Linked DNA regions of Mus musculus: regions 2, 3 and 4 are each linked to region 1. The links are chromatin contacts, called in public HiChIP or PLAC-seq, Micro-C and promoter capture Hi-C maps. All regions are on one chromosome and are shown on one strand. Each heading gives the region's core, a stretch centred on a gene start, on an enhancer-like site or on the middle of the called end of the contact. The rest is flanking DNA. Distances are from core to core; before and after follow the strand shown. Region 1 holds the start of Pfn1 (profilin 1). Region 2 holds the start of Nlgn2 (neuroligin 2). Region 3 has its middle 3.0 kb from the start of Gm32946. Region 4 holds the start of Asgr2 (asialoglycoprotein receptor 2).

What was found. Promoter capture Hi-C pulls out the DNA fragments that hold promoters and counts their contacts. A called contact is a pair of places that touch in the nucleus more often than the background predicts. HiChIP or PLAC-seq counts read pairs in DNA pulled down with a chosen protein or histone mark.
Region 2: a Micro-C map of embryonic stem cells shows a contact between it and region 1, with 4 times the contacts expected there. The contact joins the promoter of Nlgn2 here to the promoter of Pfn1 in region 1. A contact is called at or near these places in 3 of 39 promoter capture datasets (the C10 cell line and liver), 2 of 484 Hi-C or Micro-C datasets (CD4 T cells and embryonic stem cells), 1 of 115 datasets of contacts at active chromatin or transcription factors (extraembryonic endoderm stem cells) and 1 of 9 other capture datasets (adipose tissue).
Region 3: a contact with region 1 is called in a promoter capture Hi-C map of liver, with 2.7 times the contacts expected there. The contact joins the enhancer-like site here to the promoter of Pfn1 in region 1. A contact is called at or near these places in 3 of 39 promoter capture datasets (hippocampal neurons and liver) and 3 of 115 datasets of contacts at active chromatin or transcription factors (embryonic forebrain, embryonic hindbrain and pancreatic cancer cells).
Region 4: an H3K27ac HiChIP or PLAC-seq map of microglia shows a contact between it and region 1, with 7 times the contacts expected there. The contact joins the promoter of Asgr2 here to the promoter of Pfn1 in region 1. A contact is called at or near these places in 1 of 39 promoter capture datasets (neural stem cells), 2 of 115 datasets of contacts at active chromatin or transcription factors (bone marrow-derived macrophages and microglia) and 1 of 9 other capture datasets (macrophages).

The regions. Positions count from the first base shown.
Region 1 is chr11:70,652,964-70,656,705 of GRCm38.p6, reverse strand. Pfn1 (profilin 1) reads left to right here and starts at 2,056. Exons shown (of 3, transcript NM_011072.4): 1 at 2,056-2,357; 2 at 3,727-3,742. The coding sequence starts at 2,226. It also overlaps a transcript of Eno3 not described here.
Region 2 is chr11:69,836,090-69,839,831 of GRCm38.p6, reverse strand. It overlaps Nlgn2 (neuroligin 2), which reads left to right and starts at 2,048. Exons shown (of 8, transcript NM_001364137.1): 1 at 2,048-2,784. It overlaps Tmem256 (transmembrane protein 256), which reads right to left and starts at 1,307. Exons shown (of 4, transcript NM_026982.1): 1 at 1,183-1,307; 2 at 881-912; 3 at 564-644; 4 at 274-466. The coding sequence starts at 1,267. The coding sequence ends at 323.
Region 3 is chr11:70,072,783-70,076,524 of GRCm38.p6, reverse strand. No RefSeq gene overlaps it. Among named protein-coding and RNA genes, the nearest start is that of Gm32946, 3.0 kb to the left of the region's middle. Within about 2 kb of position 1,669, at least 39 of the 459 cell types and tissues checked have an H3K27ac peak or open chromatin away from gene starts, as enhancers often do. A contact at or near this core is called in liver and pancreatic cancer cells, where this site is marked.
Region 4 is chr11:70,090,504-70,094,245 of GRCm38.p6, reverse strand. It overlaps Asgr2 (asialoglycoprotein receptor 2), which reads right to left and starts at 1,602. Exons shown (of 9, transcript NM_007493.3): 1 at 1,456-1,602; 2 at 1,053-1,190. The coding sequence starts at 1,176. Gm32946 (a long non-coding RNA gene) reads right to left here. Exons shown (of 4, transcript XR_879978.1): 4 at 2,981-3,540.

The DNA.
Region 1 (3,742 bases), core at 807-3,306:
CGACACCCCTCGACCAAAGAAGGCCTGCGCTTTCACCTCTCAGGGTCCTCAGAACAGCCATTCCGGCACCACTCCACCCTATCCTCTCTTGGCCAGTGATGAGCGATGAGAGGCCAGGAGACGAATATAGACCAGCACTGAGCGCTGGCCTGGCGCCCGAAAGATACTGCTGGGACAGCATTTATGTTCCTGCGTGAAGCCTAAGTGGTCAGGAGCCCTTTTCCCCACCGACTGTGGGCGCTTCAGCGCTCAATCCTTGCCTATCAAAGAATGGTGTTATATCACGAATGGAAAAAACAAAACAAAACCATGAATGGACGTGAAAAGGGGATGACCCTTTGTAAGCTCTTGGACGCCTGTGGCCACTCTGTCCATCCATTTGCAGCACCGCAGGAAGTGAATCTCTGCACTCGGTAACTCTCTCCGCCTTAGCAGGTCTAGGGGTCTAGGGCTAGTGTGGGGTCTGCTCCGCGTTTTGTGGGAGCCTGGCGGGCCGGCTGGTTTCCCAGGGCGCCTCATCTTTTCACTCGCCGGCGCTGGAGCTGGTGACTCACGCGGCGGCCGGCTCTCGAGCGCTCCTCCCCGTCGGCCCTCCCCACGGGGTCGCCCTCCTTGCCTCCACCCTAGGGTCCCCACCTGTCGTGGCGTCCCTGTCCCGCCCCTCCTCTCTTATCTCCTGCCGCTCCCTGCGGGATTTTTCCACCCCCGGGCAGGAGGCGCGCAGATCAGAGGTCAAGGGATGGCGGGCGCAGGCCGCCACGTGCCCCAGCGCGGCCCCGCCCGTGACTCAGCCACGCGGCTGTCGAAGAACCTCGGCTGGGGGGCGTGGGGAGCCAGAATTTGGGGATGAACGTCAGGGAACCCAACCCGGCTCCAAAAGGCAGCGAACCAAGTACTTCCACTGGGAGAGGCTGCACACCCTGGCGCCCCTCCTCCGAGGGACCGGAAGCGGCCGAGCCCCTCGGAGGCCAGGGTCCCGGGTGACTCCTTTACTCCCTCCAGCCTCAGTGGCCTGCCATTCGCCCCTAGACCTGCTCGGCGGCGAGTGAGCTGACCGCACATAAATACTTAGCAAAAGTTTTTCTGGAAAAGAAGAAAGCCCCAGTGCGTCCAAAGTAGAGGGGACTTTCCTCTTCTTATAAAAGTTGTCATCCTTGGTACTTTAGTATTCTTCCGCCTTGAAAAATGAGTCCCGTCGTGTCACCCGGGTGGCGCCCCTATTCAGTGACCTCTGTAGACAGGGTTCAGGCATGGGGCGAGGCTGAGCTGGAGCGGATCCAGCGAAGGGAATGATTCCTCGGGAATCTAGGGACGCGCTCGAATGAACCCAACGTGTGCGCTGTACATGGCAGACGGTTGGGACAGGTGCCCTGGTTGGAGAGACCTTTAGTACTGAAAATGACTAGAGTATTATATCGATTTCACTTTTGCTCCCTTATCGTTTAGATAAATGTGGAGAAGGCAGCAGGGCCCAACCCGGGGCGTCTGCCCGTCCCGACTGCTGGGGACGCGTCTTCCCTCCTCGGATGGTCCAAATGTGTCCCGCCAGGCGCGCGCTCACGCAGCCAAGCCGCTAGCCCCAACCGCCCCACGCGCTGGCTTCTCACTGCCCCGGCGCAGGCGCGGGCGCACGCGCCGCCGCCCGCCGTTCCTTCCCTCCCGCGGAGGTGGGGGTTGGGGGGTGGAGGAATGATTCGGTTTAACCCTGGGTTCCCCGAACCCACTTCAACTTGCTCAACCTTACTAATTTTCTTTTTTTTTTTTTTTTCTTTTTCTTTCCCTGCTTCCTCTGGCTTCCTCCTTCTATAGCCAAGTGGTATTCAGGATGAATCGGAGCGAGCCCTAACCTTAACCTCTCCTGCCACCACCACTCTATATAGCCTTTGGCGTGGCTTTCCATCGAACTCGGCAAATTTTGCAAAGTGGGGGGAGGGTTTTTTAAAAATTGCATTTGCAAAAGTTCGCTATCTGGCCCGGCGGGGGGGGGGGGAGGATGGAGGGAGGGAATGGGGCGCAGGCCCCGCCCCGCCGCCCTTTGCAAATAAAAATCTAGAGGGGGGGGGGAGGAGCAGGAAGTGGCGGTGCGAGGGCTGCTGCACAGCTAACAGAGCCGCGTTCCGGACGGCAGCGCGTGCCCCGAGCTCTCTGCCTTCCCCCGCCCGCCAGCCCGAGCCCGAGCCCGCGATCCCAGCAACAGCCCGCAGAGCAGCCCCAGCAGCAGCGCCATGGCCGGGTGGAACGCCTACATCGACAGCCTTATGGCGGACGGGACCTGTCAGGACGCGGCCATCGTAGGCTACAAGGACTCGCCCTCCGTCTGGGCCGCCGTCCCCGGGAAGACCTTCGTTAGCATTACGGTACTGCGAGGCTCGTGCGGTCCCGAGCAGTGACCGGCCTTAGACCCTCTGGGGGACTGGGGTGGGGGCGGGCGCAGGCGAGCGAGGGCAGCGGGAGGCCGTGATCCGGTCCTCTCCCATCGGCGGGGCGAATGGCGGCTGCGTGAGACTGGCTCCCTCTGTGGTTCCCCGGGCTCTACGCCCCTCGGCGGCGGCGCCCATCTCGCCCGCCGCCCCGCTTTCTGCGACCGGGCGTTACATCCGGGGCCCAGGGCGGGGAGGGGCGCGGCGGCCGGTGCGGCGGCCCACTTCCGCCTCCTCCAGGGCGGGGCGGGCACGCGCTGCAGTTTTAGCCCGGGATTATGATTGATAAGGGGCTCCGGAGCCTGGACTCCCCTTCGGGCCGAATGCTCGCTCTCCCTCCACCATTGTTCCCCCTGACGCTGATGGGAGCGCCAGGCGCGTGGCCTTGGGCCCGGGCCGGACCTCGGTAGCCACCCTGCCCCTCCCAGCTCCGTTAGAGAGGGCGAGGCCGCCACACACACACACACCCCCCAAGTCGGCACGTTAGCCTCAACATTCCTGGGAGGCCGATTCCGGAAGTCCCCTCGCCCTCCCTTCCCGCCATCCGCCCGGGCCCGGCGTAGGGGAACTTTGTGAGAAGTTCTGAGACGGTAAAAGTGAAGGAATAAGGTTGCTGCTGTCCCTACCACCACCTTCCCTGACCACACTGCCCGGAAGTGGGGAGGGGGAGCGGAAGTTCGAATGGGGGGAGGGGATTTCCGGGCGGGAGGGTACCGGATATAGGGGTTTGGGGGTTTAAGGGGGAGAAGGAGAAAGGTTCTCTGGGATGTCTAGACTCACACACAGACTAGTCTCCTGCCCTAATAAACTTTTTGAACTTAATTAGAGAGCCCCCGGGGTCAGCTTCCTTATCTTGGGGCATAGCTACCTGGACCCAAACTCCAGGTTACCCGGAGACCCAGGCGTCCGGGCTCCTAACAACGCCTGCAGAACCTTTGACCAAATAAGGACAAAGTTACTTCTCCTCCCTTCCTACCCCCTCCCTTCCCCTCTTTGCTTCTGCTTTTCCTGAAGGGCTGTTCTGAGCATCCAAAGGCTCCCCCTCGATCATTGATCGATTTCTGGTACCCAGCATTTGCTTTCCCTATTAAGCATGAACATCTAAGACTTCAGAGGAATACTTTTTCCTCCTTGACCCATTTACCAGACTTTAGGACCATGATCGGTCTCTGCAATACCCACAGTACTGGGTTTTCCCCCCAACTTTTGGTGGTGTGGATGAAGCACCCTCAACTCCAGCTCCACAGTACATAAGAGGACAAGTTATGCAGGTGCACTAACTTAATGAGGTGATTAATTCTTTTAGCCAGCTGAGGTTGGTG
Region 2 (3,742 bases), core at 799-3,298, 820 kb after region 1:
TTAACCACTGAGCCATCTCTCCAGCCCCTCATGTGCTCTTTAGGTAAGAGGCTCCATTAGTTCAAGCGCTCTTTATGAGCCCTACACACAATTACAACACCTTGTAAAGATTGGAATTCCAGAACCAGAGGATCTTTGTAGTTAGAAATGCAAATTCAAAGGTAGACTCTCTGCCCTCCCTTGCTCAATGTTAGATGAATAAAGACACCAAAGTTCTTTATATGCCTTTTTCTTTTAATTTCTTTTCTGCTTCAACATTGGCTCCTTCCCTCTGCGCCCAATTACCCAGAAAGGCCAGGACTGGGCGCTTAAACAAGAGACTTCAAAAAGCCAAGGCAAGCCAGCCCAAGATTAGCAGGCTCCCTCCCACAGGCCCCAGAGTCTGGATGCTGGTGTCTCCACTCAGAGCCTGGTAGTAGAAGCTGGTGCAGAATAAGGTAGTTCCAGAAGCTAACAGTAATCCTGCCTGGAAGAGGCAGAGAACAGAATACAGAATTTTAAGAACAAAGCAACATGAGGGAGTAAATGAGGTTTGATTTAAATTAGGCAAGGGAATTGGTTACCCAGACAGGTTTTCTGCAAGAGGGTACCCCTAACAGGGCCAGGCTGTGCAAAAAGTGGTGTTTGTTGGCCTTGTCAAAGAGCTGTAAGAAAAAGAGAAGAGAGAGATTTTCTAAGCAACATAGGACCGAAGTCCATTAACACTGTCACCTCTGACGGCTCAGTTTGCTGCTCCCCCAGGTCTTCAAGCCACAGGCCTGCAGTCCTTGCAGTAGAGACCTACACTTGACTGCCTTCCCATTCATCTCCCCACCCCCTCCCAGTTTAAGGACACCCAAACATCGCGCCAAGTCCAGGAGTCCCAGAACTGTTACTTCACCTCCTTCCCGTAGGCATCCGGAAACTGAGCGCCTGTAGAGAGATGCAAAACCAATCAGAACTGTATTGGCTTAGACCCTCTCAAACCCCAGGGGCACCTAAGTAGACACTGCATCCCTGGAAGCTTCTGACTGGTGGAAACAGATGTAGTACTGAGACGCTTTTGGACCTAAAGACAAACTTGAAGGTTCGGGGTTCCAAGGGATCTCTATTCCATAAAAGACAAGACACTTCCTATAGGTCCCTCCCCGCACCAGATCCCAAAGATTGCCCCCAGCCCAGCTGCATCCCACGTCCCCTGACCGTGTGCCCCGTAGGAGGCCAAACCCAAGGCCCCAGCTCCGGACAAGGCACCTAGGCGGCGGAAAGCAGCCCCTACCCCGGCCATAGCTGTGGGTGGTCACGCGCGGAACCAACACCGCCCTGACCACCCAACAAGCCAGCCAATCCCGATTGCCCATGCAAATAAGGTCCAAAAATGCCCAATCAGGGCTATGTTCATTTCAGAGCCCCGGTTCCCTTACAGACGCCTTTGTAAAACTTCTGTTGAATGGAGAAGATGTCTGGCGGGCGGAGAAACTAGAACCAATTAGGAGCGGAGGAGCGGAGCAGTGGGAGGCGGGGTTGAGGGTGGGACTAGAGGATTTGCGTCACGGATTGGCCCACTTTCCAAGTTGATCGCCTCTTCGACACCCCAACCCCACACCTCCAGCTAATTTGCAAAGATATCGGTCCCCCACAAAGTTCCACCCCTTTTTCTACAGGCTCCTCCTGTTCTGCTTCAAACCAGACCCACTCCTCAAAAGGGGCGGCCCCACGGATTTCTAAGCTCCACCTATTGCCATCAAACCCCTCCCATCCCACGATGGCTCCGCCTCTGTGCCTAGAGGCCCCGCCTTCTTCGTGTGATGCCCTGCCCTCTATAGTTCAGCTGTTCTCCCCCTTGCTAGACCCGGAGAGCCCAGAGGGTGGGAGATCCGGGGGGGCGGGGGGAGAGATGTCTTCACCCTGCTCTAGTTCGCTACGTCCATCCGTCCGTCTGTCCACTCCCACCCCTTTCACTGTCTTCAATCCCCCCCCACACTCCAGAGGGCGGGTGGGCAGGCGGGTGCAAGCGAGGGGTGTGCGCCGCTCTCTCGGCAGGGGGCGGGGGAGGCGGCCGCGCGGTGACGCGCGGGGCTGCTGCGGCTGCTCCGCCGGCGGATCATCACTCTCGAGCTGGGATGGACGCGGGGCGGGCGGGCCCTGGCGCGCAGAGCCAGGAGTCCGGGCCTCCTGGCTACTGAGCATTTCCCAAAGCCTCCCCTAGCCCTTGCCTTCCTTCCTAGGAGCCGCACCGACCTCTGCCTCGAGGCTCGGGACTCGGCCCCCGCCCTCTTCTGACTCCCCGGATCTCCCTCCCGCCCGCCCTCGGGATCGACTAGATCCCTCCCCCTCCCCGAGGATTCCGGCTGGATCCCTGCCCCTGCACCGCGGATTCTGCGCTCCGGGGCTCCGGGCCCCTAGGGATTGCCGTGGACTCCTCCTCCAGCACCCGATCCCTTAGGATCTGTCGCCTGAACCGCCTCCTGGTCCCTCGAAGCCATCCCAGAGAACCAGTGGATCTCCAATCTAGTCCTGTCCCATTGCTCCCTCCTGGCTCAGCCTTTCCCACTGCGGGGTTCCCTGTTCTTGAGCTCTCTCTGACCCTATACCCTAGCTTTCCTTTTCCTGGGGATCGACTGGATTCCGGCCCCGCCCCCCGGGGCTGGGGCGATCCCCCTCCCCCGCCGGGTGAGGCGCTGCAGGCGGGGGCTGGGCCTGCGGGGCCGCGGGGGCTCAGAGGCCGCCGCCCCCCTTCTGAAACCCGTCCGCCCCCCGCTCGGAGCCCTGGATGGAGGCACCACGGCCCCAGGGCTGATCCAGGTAGGAGCTAAGCCATGCTGGGTGGAGGGGGCTGCGCGGCGGTCCATTGGGGTCTTCCTCTTCCCATATTCCTCCCTGCGCCTGGTTTCCCTCAGCCTGCTCTGTCTGCGTGTCTCCGCCTAAGGATGCTCTCGCCGTGTCTCTGCGTCTTGGTCTCTTTGTCTCTGCCTCTCTCCAGTCCATGAATGATCCTTTGAATGGGCCCACAGACCCCGTGTGTTCCCATCTCCCCCTCCCCCTCCTTCTCCCCTTCCCGGCCAAGCCATTTTCCCCACTGCAGGAAGGGGGGGGGGCTGCGGCCTGAGCCCCCGTCCCTCAACTCTCCCCGGTTGGGGGAGTCGGGCCTGGGCTGGAATGGAAGAGCAAGGCAGAGGGATCGGGAGGAGGGGGGAGCAAGATGTGGCAGACAGAGATGAAGAGAGAAAATGGGGGAGAGAGTAATAGAAAAAAGGAGAGAGAGAGAGAGCACTTGAGGGAGAAAATCAGAGAAGGTATTTGGAGGAGAGAGCGATGAGAAACACCAAGGAGACAGAAATGAGAAAAGACTGAGGGGTGAGAGACTGAAGGCAAGAGCTGGAGCAAGCCAGTTAAGGCCAAGGAAAGATGCTCCAAGGGACCCTGTTCGGAGGAGAAAGATGGGGGGGGGGGGGCTCTAGTGGGAGGGGAAGAGAGAAAAGCTAGTTAGAGGAGAGGAGGCAAGGGGCCCAAAGTACCTTAAGGGAAAGGGGTGACTGAGGCAGGACATGATGGGAGAAGAGGGAAGAGATAGCAAGGCCCAGCCTGGCATAGGAAAAAGAGATTGGGGGGGGGTCAACTACAACCCCCCCTTCAGCTGATGGGAGAACAGGAGCCTAAAAGGACCTGAAAAGGGGAGGGCATGACTGGGTGTGAGTGGTGAGGACTCCTGTGTCCTCATCTCTGGAATAAATTGACACCTGCAGAGAGCCACCCGCGGGCT
Region 3 (3,742 bases), core at 420-2,919, 580 kb after region 1:
TAGATAGGTGCAGGAGCTGTGATGTAGATATATTCCATCATGGCTGGGCCTCCTACAATCTATTGGTCTCTGCATTGTGTCCAGTTGTGGTCTTCTGTGGTGGTCTCCATTCGCTGCCAGGAGAGGCTCCTTTGACAGGTGTGATACCTACAGGATAAGATTTAGAATGATGGAAGAAGTTATGCTTGTCTAGCAAAGTGGTATGAAGTGGAAACTTACAGTTTCTTTGGAAAGTCAGTTGTGTTGGTTGTTGTTTTGCTGAGGCAAACACATGAAGGACTGTTTTTCTGAAGCAGACACAGGGGAAAGGATGTTTTTCATCCTTTGCACATGAAAGGATGCGTGATGAAGGATGCTTCACTAATGACAGGCATGTATTGGTTCACCTTACATGGCAATGATGAGCTCTGCTTGCCATGAATCCATAGAGAGAAACACACCAAAAACCTCTGGTGGTGTGCTGGCGGCTTCTTGCCACTTCCCCGGACTCGGGTCGATTGGCAGAGTGATGTCAGCCGGTCCAGACTCACGTGGAGTTTTGTTAAGACAGACTCACATGCTGAGGCAAGACATGTGATGAGGCAAGATCCATGGAGGACACATGATGTTTGGAGAGAGTATAAATAGGACTCGACGGAGAGTGATGGGGGCTTGCACAGCTAGCTTTGCAATGCTTGTAGTATCTTCACAGATCTTCACTTTGTTGAGAGAGACACAGCAAAGAACTCCTGGTGTCCCTGCTGACTCATGCTGAGTCAGCGGAGGCCTGGCTATATCTGCTAGGTCATGCCACAGCTGCTGATTTGTGTTTGCTATTCCAACACTCCTGAACTGACTGACTGTATATCTGTGAAGTGTTTTCGAGTGTATCTAGCTGCCGATGTTGACCTGTGAACTGGACTGTTGATTTTCTAAACAGGTTGACTTCCCCGTATCCTAATAACCTCTCTTTCCCACTGCCTCTGCTGGGCGGTAGCCTAGAAGGGAGGATAAAGTGTTTAAGAACCCATATTAAAAGTAGTCTCTGAAAAATAAAAACAATGGTGGTAGTAATACGTTCTCTTCTCAGCTCTATGACCTTGCTAGTTCCGGGAAGCTAGTTCCAGTACGAGGCATGGTTGCCCTCTGTCGAGTGAATGTCAACTCCACCAACATGCAAATGCCACTTATTGCATTTTTATATATATCTCACCCATGTGCCAACTGTTGTGGGTCACAGGTTTGCAGCTGGGTAGTGTTGTGGATTTGGTCTAACTCTTGTATTGTGTTTATTGGGTGCCCAAAATTACATGGGAATCTGCACATAAGATAGTGAGGGACCCTGCCCCCAATTGGTTTTGATTGGTAAATAAAGTTGCCGGTGGCCACTGGCTGGGCAGGGAGACAGAAGGAGGACTTTAGAATTCCCAGGCAAGGGACCGAGGGAGGAGGGAGAGAGCCATCACTCTGGGAAAGGAGCAAAGACAAGGCCTAAGAGGTGCAGAAGAAAGAGCATAACCATCACGTAAGAGTTGGGGATCGTGGCCCAGGAGCACGGCAGGTCTGGGTCCGGGACAGCCAAGATGGAAAATAGGTCTTAGTAAGTAATAAGTCAGGAATACCAGCGGCGGGGAGACTGTTAGCCACATGGAGATTAGGAAGTGGCCCAGCCTACACTCAGGATAGCAGCGCCACCGTGTGGTACAGCTCCAGTTTCAGGTGCCCTTAAGCAACATTTCGCAATACTATTTATGCCTCTTTCCTAAATACTAAAGTGAAATGTTAGACCGTTAGTTCTTACAGCTTCTTTTTAAAAATCCATAATTAAACTCCTAAGACTAAGTTGACCACTTACACACACACACACACACCCCACCCCCAGCTCCTTTCAATAGTGGTCACTCTTAGAGTGACCAGGGAAAACTGCTTGCGGTGAGGTCAAGGAGGCGTGGCCTCAGAAGATACCAGTTTTCTGGTTCCAATCCAGATATGCTGAACCAGATCCAGAGCCAGGACGACTGTGTTCTAAGTTCACTGGCCAAAGGCCGGCCGTCTTGGGTCTTACCTATCTCTAACAGTTCACATCCTTTCTTGCCGTTGAGTGAGAACTGCAGGGTTGGAGGTAAACAAGAGCACCTACCCAGAGCTCTGCTCCGGGGTGGGGTCTTCCCACGCAGAACAAAATCCCACTCCCCGGGCATCACTGCCACGCACTGAGTGGGTAGTAGAATCTCCTGCAGTAGTTTCTCTCAGCGTCTCACCCCAGGTGTATCTTCTCAGCCAGCTCCTTTAACCAACTGCCTCTGTGGATCCTCAACACTCAAGTCTGCTACAAGCATCTCTTCAACCTAGTAGAAGATGAAGCTTCTGGCATGCATGTTTTTGACGCAGCCTGCAACAGACTTTGCGGTGCTCTGATTGGCCAAAGAGCATATTTGAGAACCACCAGCTGAGACTGCGCTCCTGTCCTTTGTGGGGAGATGGGGTCCATTGCTGCGGATGGAGAGGAAGGATCCCAGCACCAAAATCATTCAGTCTTTTCATCCTGCTCCTTGCCTGCCTGCAAAGCCCAGTAAAGTGTAGTGAAAGTTCGTCTGCAGCCGCAGCCTGGCAGGCACGAAGGGGATTGGGAGTGGGAGTGAGGTGTCTGGGAGGCTACAGGAGCCTGCTGTAAACCCAGTGGTCCCTGGACTGGGAGTCTGGCTAAATGTGATCCATGCTTCCACCGGATTCCAGCATCCCATCCGCCCTAGAGGGTGGAGGTGGGGGTCTATCTCACCCACCAAGCCTGCCTGTAACTCCTGCTAGCAATAGCTTTTGTTCTTAGCTTTTAAAGATAAAACGCGGTGCTGGGTTTCAGGAAATTAAGCTTGTGTGTGTGTGTGTGTGTGTGTGTGTGTGTGTGTGTGTGTGTGTGTGTAGCCAAACTGACATTTAATATCCTCCCTAGATGAAGTCAGCAGGTAACCTGGCAAAAGGTCCTTATTCTGACAAAAGCTGGTCTGAGGCTGTCCTGCCTCATAGGCCCGTGTACAGAGCTGATGACTAAACACACTTCTCTAGACAAGCAACAACTTCAACAAAGAAATCAAAATCCCAGCCAGGTTTTGTAATGCATGCCTTTAATCCCAGCACTAGTGAGCCAGAGGCAGGTAGATGTTGTGAGTTTGAAGCCAGTCAGGACAGAGAAACCCTGTGGGGTTTATTTTGTTTTGCTTTTGTTCATTTGTTTCTTTGTTTGGGCAAGGTATCCCTGTATGGCCCAGGTTGTCTAGAACTCCTCAGTCCTACCTCAGCCACAGCCTCAGCCTCAGCCTCAGCCTCAGCCTCAGCCTCAGCCTCAGCCTCAGCCTCCAGGGCTAGAATGATAGGCATGTGCCATCATGACCAGCCCCATCTTTTGGAGATGTGTTGTCATTAGGACATGTCCAGGACTGGAGAGAAGGCTCAGCAGGTAGGACAGGTAGGAGTGCTTGCTGCTCTTGGAGAGGACCAGGCTCCCAGTAGCCAGGTGGGAGTTCGGGGTAAGAACTTACAACCGCTGTGAGTCCAGTCCTATCGAATCCTCTTCTGGCTTGGGGAAATCTACACTAACTGCGCACATCCACACAGAGACACACATGTATTCACATAAGTTTAAAAAATATTTTTTAAAAAAAAGAGAATTCCTCAAAATTAAGTGGTTCAAGGGAAATACATCATGACTGAAATAGTAACACTAATCTCAGTTCTAAGATGAATGCTTTCAATGACAAACGTTCCT
Region 4 (3,742 bases), core at 353-2,852, 560 kb after region 1:
TCCCAACACTCCTGAGGCTAAAATAGGGAGGCTACTTGAGATTCCAAGGCTATAGGGTGAGTTCCAGGAAGCCTGAGCTACAAAGTGAGAAACCCTGTCTTAAAATAACAACAAAAGAAGTCCCAAGTTTCTTCTGAGATGAAACTACATCATCTGGAACACACTGGGTAGCCTGCCCAGGGCAGGATCTCTCTTACCCTAAAACCTTTTTGCAATTATGTGGGGCCTGTGTTCAAAATGTGCAAGAAGATTCAGGCAGGATACAAATGGAAATCACCCAGGATCTCTGTGCTCATTCACACACTCAGCTCATCGCCTTAACACAGTCTGTGGCTCTGCATTCATCCTAGATACAGACATGTACATACATGCACGCACATGCACACATGTACACGCATATATACACATGCACAGTGCAGTCTCGGGGGAGGCTCATCCTCTCAGATACCCCCTCACTTCTAAGCATACACACTTTTCTTGGGACCCTGCACTCAGAGGTATCAGCAGCTCACATGTAGGTCACTGTGTTGGCTAGTTTTATGTCAACTTGACACAAGCTAGTGTCATCAGAGAGGAGGAGGCCTCAAGTTAGGAAATGCCTCCATAGTATTTGGCTGTAACCAAGCCTGTAGGGCATTTTCTTATGAGGTGATTAGTGGGGAAAGGCCCAGCCCATTGTGGGTGGTGCTCTCTCTGGGCTAGTGGTCCTGGGTTCTATAATAAAACAGGCTGAGCCAGCTATGAGGAGCAAGCCAGTAAGCAGCACCCCTCCATAACCTCTGTATCAGCTCCTGCCCCCAGGATCCTGCCCTGTGTGAGTTCCTGTCCTGGATCCCTTTGATGATGAACTTCGATGATGACGAAGCATAAGGCAAATAAGCCCTTTCCTCTTCAAGTCACTTTGCTCATCGCAGCAGTAATAACCCTGAGTAGGACAGACTCGGGAGCACACTGGTCACTGAGTCAGGATGAGAGAGTCCTCACAGAAAAAGAGAGAGGAACTGGCAGCTGAGGCAAGGATCCCAGAGAGGCCCCAGAAACTGGACACTTGCCTTTCCAGTGTGGATTTTCTATCCTAGGATCCTGCACATGAGAGCCATGTTCATCATCGCCACTGAGCTGATGGTCATTCTCCTCAGAGTCCAGCTGCTGGATGTCTTGACAGTCCTTCTCCATGATGGCCCTAAGGGCTGGAGACAGATCTGAGACTGAGCTGAGATTTCCTTAGAGATGGAACTTGGGTTTGTGCTAAGACTGGAATCCCTGTGGAAGGACCGAGGGGACGTGGGTAGCTGACAGGGAAAGACTTGAAATACTGCAGGCTCCTTCCTTCCCAAGAGGTGACCTGGCTCTGCAGCCTTCCTTCCATATTCTCATGGACCAGACTATATGCTCTCATCCCTCCACCCAGAGTCCCTGAACCCAGTACCACCTGCCTCCCACTACCTCAGTTACCTGTTAAAGGTATAGAGAGCTGACTCTGGCTTTCGGAGACAGCCTGAGCCCAAAGAGAAAGAGGGGCTAAACCTGGGAGACGGGACAGGTGGTGCTAGTGGAGCTAGGTGAGAGGGAGGAGGGGCCAATCTAGGCAAGAGCTGGGTCCCTGTGCCTGAATGTCCATCTAACCAGTCACCTCCTGCCCCTGGGACTTTGGACAGTAAATAGAAACAGAAACGCAGTTGGAACTCAGGCAGTGAGCAGTGGGGGTGGGGGACATGTTTCTGTTCTCATAACCAGAGAAGGGAGACAGGAGGTCTCCTTGTATGTGCGGTATCCTTGTATGTACACACGTGCACATGTGCACACATGCGCGCGCACACACACACACACAAACACACATCATCTCTCCCTTCATTGCACAATGTCAGAAGGGGAGCAGGGGTGCAGGTGTGGAGGGGCCAGGATCCAGTCTGCTGTTTCCTCTCTATCCCTCCCTCCCTCCCCTGTTTCAGTTCCTGCCTCTTTTATTTTCCAGAACTGTTGATTTCTTCAAATATCTCTGACCAGGAGTAGAGTGACCTAGAGATCAGTTCCCTGTTCTTGCCCAATCTGAGCCTGTGACCCTGGCAACCAGCCACAGCCACAGCTTCCTATACGCTCAGCACCAGGCTCCCGCACTCCAGCGCACTCCAGCCCCACTCAGTCACACTCCTTCAGTCCTCCCCCAGACCCTCCTCATCCCCCAACCCACACACACACCGCTTTATGTTCTCTCCAAAGAAAGAAAGACTATCAAAACAAACAAGCCAAAGACCAATAAGACCAAAAAAAAAAAAAACCCATAAAAACAACAACAATAACAAACACCACAATGACGTTTCTTTTGAGTTGACAAATTACTCCTGGTCCTGGAGTATGGTGGGTATACCCCATGATGCTCCATTGTAGAAAACTGATTTTCTTTTGCCAATGGATTTGAACCACAAATAGTTTCTTGGTTAGGACTGGGACCCATAGTCCACTCCCTCCTTTTAATGGGGAGGGGTCTGATGAAGAGATCCCACTTAGGACCAAGGGAGCACTCCAAGCCTGTCACTCTCTGAACATTGCTCAGCTGTGGCTCTCTACCTCCACACTTCAGTGCAGAAGTTCTTCAAAATATGGAAGTCATAACCCCAGCACCACACTCAGTCCAGGGACACAAACACCCCTCTTCATGCCCTGCGAGTGCTACACAGGATCTACAAAGGCTGGGAAGATGACTCGGTGGGTAAAGGGCTCTTTCACAAGCATGAGGTCTTGCGTTTGTAACCCAGCTCCTGTATATGAACCAGGCACAGCAGCACACACCTATATTGCCAGCACACTGCAGAAGGGACAGAGAAGGGCAGATCCGTGGGACCAGTGTGGCCAAACAATAAACTGGGTTCAGAGAGACTCTGCCAAAAAAAAAAAAAAAAAAAGGAAGGAAGGAAGGAAGGAAGAAAGAAAGAAAGAAAGAAAGAAAGAAAGAAAGAAAGAAAGAAAGAAAAAGAAAGTAGAGAGTAATAGAGAAAAATACTAAAAATCAACCTCCTGCCTCCACACACACTGGCACTGATGCACATACTCTGCACAAATGTATGCCCATGAGTGCTCACGCGTGCACGCACACACACACACACACACACGCATGCACACACACACATTATCTATATAAATAAGGTTTTCTCATTTAACCCTCACAGCACATCACCCTATGAAGTCAATACATTTGCCTCTGGCAGAAAGGAGATTAGGTGACTTGGAACAGGTAGCTGATACTGTACTCTGGATCTGAAATGTTCCCCCCAAAAGCCATGTGTTAAAGGCTTGGTCCCCAGATTATAACACTATTAGAATATGAGGAAATTGTTAGGATGGAGCCTGCTGGAGGATGGAAGAGCCTGTTTCAGTTTGGGGAGGTGCGCCTTCCCGAGGAGACTGTGACATCCCAGTTCTCTTTCCTCTCTCAATTCAGTCAGGAGCCAAGCAGCCTTGCCGGATGCACGTCCTCTGTCATAATGAACTGCCCCACCATGGGTCCAAATCAATAGAGTGAATTTATCATGGATCGAACCTCTAAAACAAAGAACCAGAATAAGTCAGTTGATTAATCTCAGATACTGTGGTACTGGACCCAGCTCTGACTACCATTTAAAAGCCAGTACTCTGGGCACAAGAGTTGGAGGAAAAGAGTCATTTTTATTCAAAGGCTGGCATCCTGGGCAATGGGAAGTTATTGTCTATGAGAGCCATCTTAGGTAATACAGGTCCATGACAT